Linked DNA regions of Mus musculus: region 1 is linked to region 2. The links are chromatin contacts, called in public HiChIP or PLAC-seq maps. All regions are on one chromosome and are shown on one strand. Each heading gives the region's core, a stretch centred on a gene start, on an enhancer-like site or on the middle of the called end of the contact. The rest is flanking DNA. Distances are from core to core; before and after follow the strand shown.

The links. HiChIP or PLAC-seq counts read pairs in DNA pulled down with a chosen protein or histone mark.
Region 1: a contact with region 2 is called in a CTCF HiChIP or PLAC-seq map of CD8 T cells, with 11 read pairs. The contact joins the enhancer-like site here to the promoter of Gzmc in region 2. A contact is called at or near these places in 5 of 39 promoter capture datasets (Sertoli cells, embryonic stem cells, liver and 2 more), 2 of 15 datasets of contacts at CTCF or cohesin (CD8 T cells and the G1E-ER4 cell line), 14 of 484 Hi-C or Micro-C datasets (CD4 T cells, CD8 T cells, the G1E-ER4 cell line and 7 more), 5 of 115 datasets of contacts at active chromatin or transcription factors (CD8 T cells, T-cell acute lymphoblastic leukemia, memory CD8 T cells and 1 more) and 2 of 9 other capture datasets (adipose tissue and liver).

Annotation. Positions count from the first base shown.
Region 1 is chr14:56,301,724-56,305,372 of GRCm38.p6, reverse strand. No RefSeq gene overlaps it. Among named protein-coding and RNA genes, the nearest start is that of Gzmb, 41 kb to the right of the region's middle. Within about 2 kb of position 1,697, at least 17 of the 459 cell types and tissues checked have an H3K27ac peak or open chromatin away from gene starts, as enhancers often do. A contact at or near this core is called in CD8 T cells, the G1E-ER4 cell line, Th2 cells and 1 more, where this site is marked.
Region 2 is chr14:56,233,378-56,236,636 of GRCm38.p6, reverse strand. Gzmc (granzyme C) reads left to right here and starts at 1,980. Exons shown (of 5, transcript NM_010371.3): 1 at 1,980-2,109; 2 at 2,610-2,760. The coding sequence starts at 2,055.

The DNA of each region.
Region 1 (3,649 bases), core at 448-2,947, 69 kb before region 2:
CCTCTCCTCTCCTCTCTTCTCTTCTTTTCTTTTTATATTTTTCTCCTCTCCTCTCCTCTCCTCTCCTCTCCTCTCCTCTCCTCTCCTCTCCTCTCTTTTCTTCTTTTTATATTTTTATTTTTCACAGACATGTGCCTGAGTTCACACATATACTTGCTGTCCTTGCCAGTGGGGGCAGATGAAGGATCCTACAGCCACAAAGAGAGAGGTTGAGGTGGGAGATGGGCCAAGATTTTCTCAGCAGCCCCACATCTAGCACAATGTTGGAAACACAGGGTTTCCCCCAGCACTGCACTGACTGGACAGTGTGAGGACCCTGTCCCTTCCCCTTTTCCCTCCCCCCCTGGCTGCCTCTTGCTGTCTTTATTTAGTTTGATGAAAACACTTTACCATCCCCATCTGTGAAAACTAGAATACAGGGACATGGTGAGATTCGTGAGACAGAGGGGTCTGCAGTGATTCTCAGCTTTGAATCTGTGCAACTGATGGTGGTGCTGGGGTGAGGGAGAAAGGAAGGCAAGCAGGTTCAGGTGCCCCAGGAGCCTGGCTTCACTCATGGTAATGTGTTGTTCTGTTTATTGCATGCATAGAGAGTTGAGCGGGCCATTTGAAATGTCACAGAAGATTGGGGCTAGAAATAACTTTTTTCCAGCTATTTAGGGCCAAGTTAGATTAAATACATCTACACTCCTAGGGATCTCTAAGTGACTAGATACTTCTTTCCGCTGGGTTATTATATTAAATATATTCATGAGTATTTTCACAGATTCTTTCCCCATAATCTATTGGTGCTCTCTTTAATAATTTGATAATGTAAGGTTTAATATACTTATATATTTTTTCAAAAGTCAGCAAACTACTGTCATGAGGAAACAAGACAACGTTTTATACTGATAGTTTTATTATTTTCCCTGAGATAGCTAGGGAGGTGGGTGGGGGAAGGGAGGCTGACGAGGAGGAGATAGGTAATGAAAAAACAAAATTTGAACACTAGAGGGCGCCATAAACATGTCAGAGGACCCAGAACTTAAAAGGAATGTCTTATAGTTCCTTTCTTCTGTTTCCAGTCCTTCCCCTAACGCAGAAATCAAGGTTCTTGGGACTGTGAATAAAGAGAGAGTCTTCCTCCCCCCCTACAACATCTCCTGTGCCACCTACACATGATTGTTTTGTCAAGGGGTCCCTTTTCAAGCTTGACTTCTGTTTTGTTTTGTTTTGTTTTGTTTTGTTTTGTTTTGTTTTTTGGTTTTTTGAGACAGGGTTTCTCTGTGTAGCCCTGGCTGTCCTGGAACTCACTCTGTAGACCAGGCTGGCCTCGAACTCAGAAATCCGCCTGCCTTTGCCTCCCAAGTGCTGGGATTAAAGGCGTGCACCACCACCACGCGGCTCAAGCATGACTTCTTAAAGACGGTCCCTTTGCAGGCTAAATGTACATGGGACCAGAGCGGGAAGTTAAGCAGTGAACACACAGGCAGACAGGAGAAACTGAGAGCAAGCAAAATGGGAGAGGGGTGGACAAGAGGCACCTGCTGTAAAGAGTGGGAGAATTCTCAAAAGTCAAGCCCAAGGAGAGAGTTTTTTTCTGAGCCTTCCATTTTACAGGACTCCTACTTTTCTTGCTGCCGTAATATGATACTATAACAAAAACAACTTAAGGAAGTGTTCATTTGCTGCTTGGTTCTAGGCAGGGAAGTTACAGTTGCAGGATCCCGGGGCAGCCGGCAGCCAATTACACTGTAGCAACTGTCAGCAAGCAGAAGGAGGCGAGTACCTGTGCTCAGCTCACTTTCTTCTTTCAGTGGCTTCCAGGATCTCAGCCACAGGGAAAGGTGTCCCAACGAGTGGGTCCTTCCACCTCAGGTAACCTAGTCCCAGTGATCTTCCACAGGCGTGCCCTGACTCCAGATAATTCCATATCTCATCCCGTTGGAATTTGAGATTAACGACCACACTCGTGTGAAAAGTCGGAGGTATTTCTCTGAGTTAGGGGCCTCCCTCGGTTGCTATTCTATTGATATTCTTCTTGTCCACAGTGTACCATCTTCATAGAGCGTACAGAGTTCCTTCAGTGGCAAGCCACAAAAAAATTGTTTTCTCCTTGTATATCTACAATAAGGTTTAAAAATCAGGAACAATAGTGGAAGAATGGGTTGGGAAGGGTTAAATGGGGGCGGGGACAGGGAGAACAGCATAGAAGAGGCAGTATGAAGAGGACCTTTGAAGGTGCCATATGGAAGCTTACAACTATAGACGTTTTTAAAAATGTGTACACATATAAAAATAACCTAAGTAGAGTTGCCATTTAATGTGGGGGACCATGTATCTCCCAAATATCATTGGCTATCAAATAAAAAGCCCAGAGCCAGGTTTGTGTCACCTCTTTTCAGGTAGCTGGTCAGTAGAGTCCCATAGACCTCACAAACCACTGTAGGCTACTGTTACAGCTCTTAGTTACTCTCCAGTGTTTAATGATAAGACCCTATTTCTGAAGACACCATACACTAAGGTCGCAGGACATGAAGAAATCAAGCTGGCATTGATGTAGAAGCTTTTTCCCTACTGAACTGACTCCTGGTTGGATTTTAAGCTTACTCTAGAGAACAGAACACATGCCTGGTAGGTACCATTAATTGGGGGGGATAAATCATGGCTGGCTAAGTCAGAAGCCCCAGGGGTGGTGAATCTAGTATTATTATTCTGCTAGATGGCCCTAATAATAAACTGCTCCTTAAGTTCTTATCTTTATACTAAAAAATTAGTGCATTTATCAATCTTCATCAAAGAAGCTTATTTTTTTCTTCTTCAGTAGACTGTGATTAATACAGAGACCTACAACCAACTGGCCATTGTGTAGCGAATAAAAGTCAGTGGAATGTTCAACTCTAACCAAGACATTTATATCACACCTGCTTCTACCAAGGCTCAGAGATCACCATGGAAGAGGATCTGGGAAGACTGTGAGAGCCACAGGGAATAGACATTTTCAGTGAAACAGTATTTGTTGAACATGACAGGGCCAGTGCACACATGAACTCATAGTGACTGTGACTGAATGCACAAGACCGGTGCCAGATCGATCAAGCTGCCAAAATTCCTGCATGGAAGTGGGAGGACCTCATGAACTCCCATGGCTACCTGAGAAGCCATTGACAATTGATGGCTTTGTGGGGGAGGGAGGATCCATTTATTTTAGGGATGTGACCCTTGAGATCCTATACCCATGTGCATATAGGCATGCGAACTCTGGGATTTTTTTTTTTTTAAAGGAGAGAGTTGGAAGGGGAAAGTCTCAGGAATAATTTGGTCAAAACACATTATATGCATGTATGAAATTCTCTATTAAACATAATTTGAAAGATATCAATGGCAATAACTAATAATAAATTAGAGCAATTATAATGAAATTAAGTCATATGTATTGTTTATGGAATTTTATATTTGCATCTTTAGACCATAGTTGACCATTGTTAACTTAAACTATGGAAAACAAGCCAGAGAAGGGGATTGCTGTATAAATCTTATGTGTGTCTCCCAGATGATATTTATTTTCAGCGAGCCTCAGCACGAGAATTCACCTCTATGGTTAATGGTCAGAGTTCCAAATACACCATAAAGTGCAAATGGAGACTGTACCATGTCATAGATATGA
Region 2 (3,259 bases), core at 731-3,230:
TTTGATATTTTCAAAAGTCCATTTTTGGTCCTTCAAATGGAATGCATAGAACTATAATCCTTCATTCAAATGAAAAATATTTTTCATCATGTCCCTTCATGACTTTTATAGGACTTTCATGGATCTTTCTCAGAGATAAATGTTCACACGCTACCATGACACTGTATTCACACCACCACTTATTCACAGCACCTACATTTGTGAGCAACTAGTTTCAAGAATTGAGCACACAGGACTGCAGAGATGGCAGAAAAGTATTAACAGTACACACTACACTTGCTGAGGACCCAAGTTCATTTCTGAGCAGCCACATTGAATAGCTCATCACCACTTATAACTTCAGCTCCTCTGGCTTAAGAATTCACTAAGATCAGAGCTATGTTGATCAAACCAAAGAGTGAAACTTTTGTTTTTAAAAGCAATAGAGAATATCCACCCTGATTCTTGTTGTCTTCCTTTGTTTGTATGATAAAGCATACCAAAATAAATATTACTACTTACAGGTTTTCAGATATCACAAACATGGACCCTGCTCTATTATTTTAAAAAGATTCTCTACAAATGGACTCTCATATCATTAAGATTATTTTATTCTGTAGGCTTTTGTTGCTTATCTGTGTGTGCACATATTGTGTCATTTATGCACAGTCTCTTTCAGGGTGAATGATCAACATTTATTATAGCTTGTATAAGCAATGTGCAGCCTAAACCAGTAACCTTTCAATGTAGAGCAGAGAAGCCAACATACTGCATACCCATGGACTAGATAATTAATTTTTAGGCAGTTAGTACTTTTAATTGCATAAAGACTAAAGACTTTAGTCTATAACTAAGATGAGAAAGCCTCTCTTGGTTCCAAAATATGACAGGAGAAAATTTAAAAGTATCTGAAATCCATAAAGCAGGATAAAAATGTAGGTTTTGGTAGCTCTGCAGTCTTTTGGATGCATGCGTGCGCGCACACACACACCTATGCTTAGAGTGAGGTCAGCCAGTCTCACCTCCCAGAGTAATCTCACTCAGTTCTTACTATCTACTGTTCTAAAAGAGGCTCTCAGATCCCCCAGTCAACATCAAACATTTCAAGACCTGCATCCTTGTCTCTCTCCCTCTTGGATGTAGCCCATTAAATAACAATCATGATCTAATAATGGACTTTCTTACTTGATAGAAAATGCTAGGCAAAGTGGTAGAAAATACCATTGAGAGTCAACAGCATGGAAGCCAGTGCTGATCTAATCTTACCTATCTTTGAGTTCAGTCCTGAAGCTCTTGCCTCAGAGATAAAAGGCAATACCTAGTAAACTTTAAGTGTCATTTTTGATTTGTTATTACACTTAACTATGTATGCCTGTAACACTTGGTCATTGGATATGGGGCAAACACTTGCCTTTAAGATTTCTCTTGTGAAATTTTCATAGCAGTATCAGGAGAATTAGAGTTAAGATTAATTCATGAGGATATTCAAAGAGATTGTTCCACAGTATGATCAGTAGTCCCAAATATTAATGAGATGATATTCTGCAATACAGTGTGAACTCTCACTAAGCACTGTGTAACTGTGAGTATTATAACTGCTGTAAGATAAATTGGTTGTCAATATTGTTTTAAAAAGGAAGGAAGGAAGGAAGGAAGGAAGGAAGAAAGAAAGAAAGAAAGAAAGAAAGAAAGAAAGAAAGAAAGAAAGCAAAAGATAAAGAACAAGGGAGATCTTATTGAAATGAAAAGGGTGTAAGAGTTAGAAAAGGACACATGTTTGTCTCCGTGCAGTCATGATGGACTTCCTGAGGTCTCAGGCCTCCTTAACCACAGCCTCCACATCCTCTACTTTCTTGATCTTCATCCCAGTTTAGCTTACCTCAGGAGGTCAGTGTGGTAACAGTGTCATTTTTACCCAAACCAGAAAAATTCCTTAAGTAATGTGACGTCAATCAGAAGCAGAGGTGCATAGGTTCAAAATGCCTGTGAGCCCCCTGAGCCCACACCTCCTTCCTCCCCTTCCAAGGGCTTTGTCTACTCTGCCCTCCTCCATCCTGAGCAGCCTTCCTGGGAAGATGCCACCAGTCCTGATTCTCCTGACCCTACTTCTGCCTCTCAGAGCTGGAGCAGGTGAGTGAACACCCCTGTGGCAGTGATGCCGTCCCATGGCACCTCTGCTGACTTTCTGCCCAGCGGTAGTCAGGAATTGTTCTGGCACTGGACCCAGGATGTTTCTGAATGTCAGGTCCCATAACAAACCCAGACTTAGAAATCTGACACTGGCCTAATTTTCAACAAGGTCTGAAGAAAGGAGATGCTTTCAGAAAACTTAGTAGGCACTAGCTTCTCCCAACATTTTTTCATCACCTGGAGACTGGATCATCCTTACAAAGAGATGTGACAGAGAATGTAAAGATACAAAAATGTGCACCATTTACTTTATTTCAGCCTAGGGAATGAGCAGCTTTAATGAGGCTTAAGATTCAGCCAGGATTATTCTATGTGCAAGGAATCCAGTCTTCAAAAGCCTTGAGGGACTTCAGATTCCACTCTTAATTATTCCCTCCCTAGATTCCTCTTGGCCACAAATATTGCTCCCAGACACCAAATATTCTAGGCTTTTCTTTCAGAGGAGATAATCGGAGGCAATGAGATCAGTCCACATTCCCGTCCCTACATGGCATATTATGAGTTTCTGAAAGTTGGTGGGAAGAAGATGTTCTGCGGAGGCTTCCTGGTTCGAGACAAATTCGTGCTAACAGCTGCTCACTGCAAAGGAAGGTGAGGAGAAGCAGATAGCTCACATCTTCTGAAACATCCACAGGGGCTTCTGTCCTCTATTGTGGAAGCTCCCCTGAGGGCTCACTAGAAGTCAGGGTTGCAAAAATTAATGTCTGACAAGAGGTATATTTGAGGTAAAAGGGTGAGAGGTTAAATCCAGCATCATACTTGAGTTGATCAACTGCACTGGCCAAACAAAAGTAGTGGTTGAGATTAAAAGTTCATGTAGCTGTCTCTTGTGAGACTATGCTGGGGCCTAGCAAACACAGAAGTGGATGCTCACAGTCAGCTATTGGATGGATCACAGGGCTCCCAATGGAGGAGCTAGAGAAAGTACCCAAGGAGCTAAAGGGATCTGCAACCCTATAGGTGGAACAACATCATGAACTAACCAGTACCCCGGAGCTCTTGACTCTAGCTGCATATGTATCAAAAGATTGCCTAGTCGGCCATCACTGGAAAGAGAGGCCCATTGGACACGCAAACTGTATATGCCCCA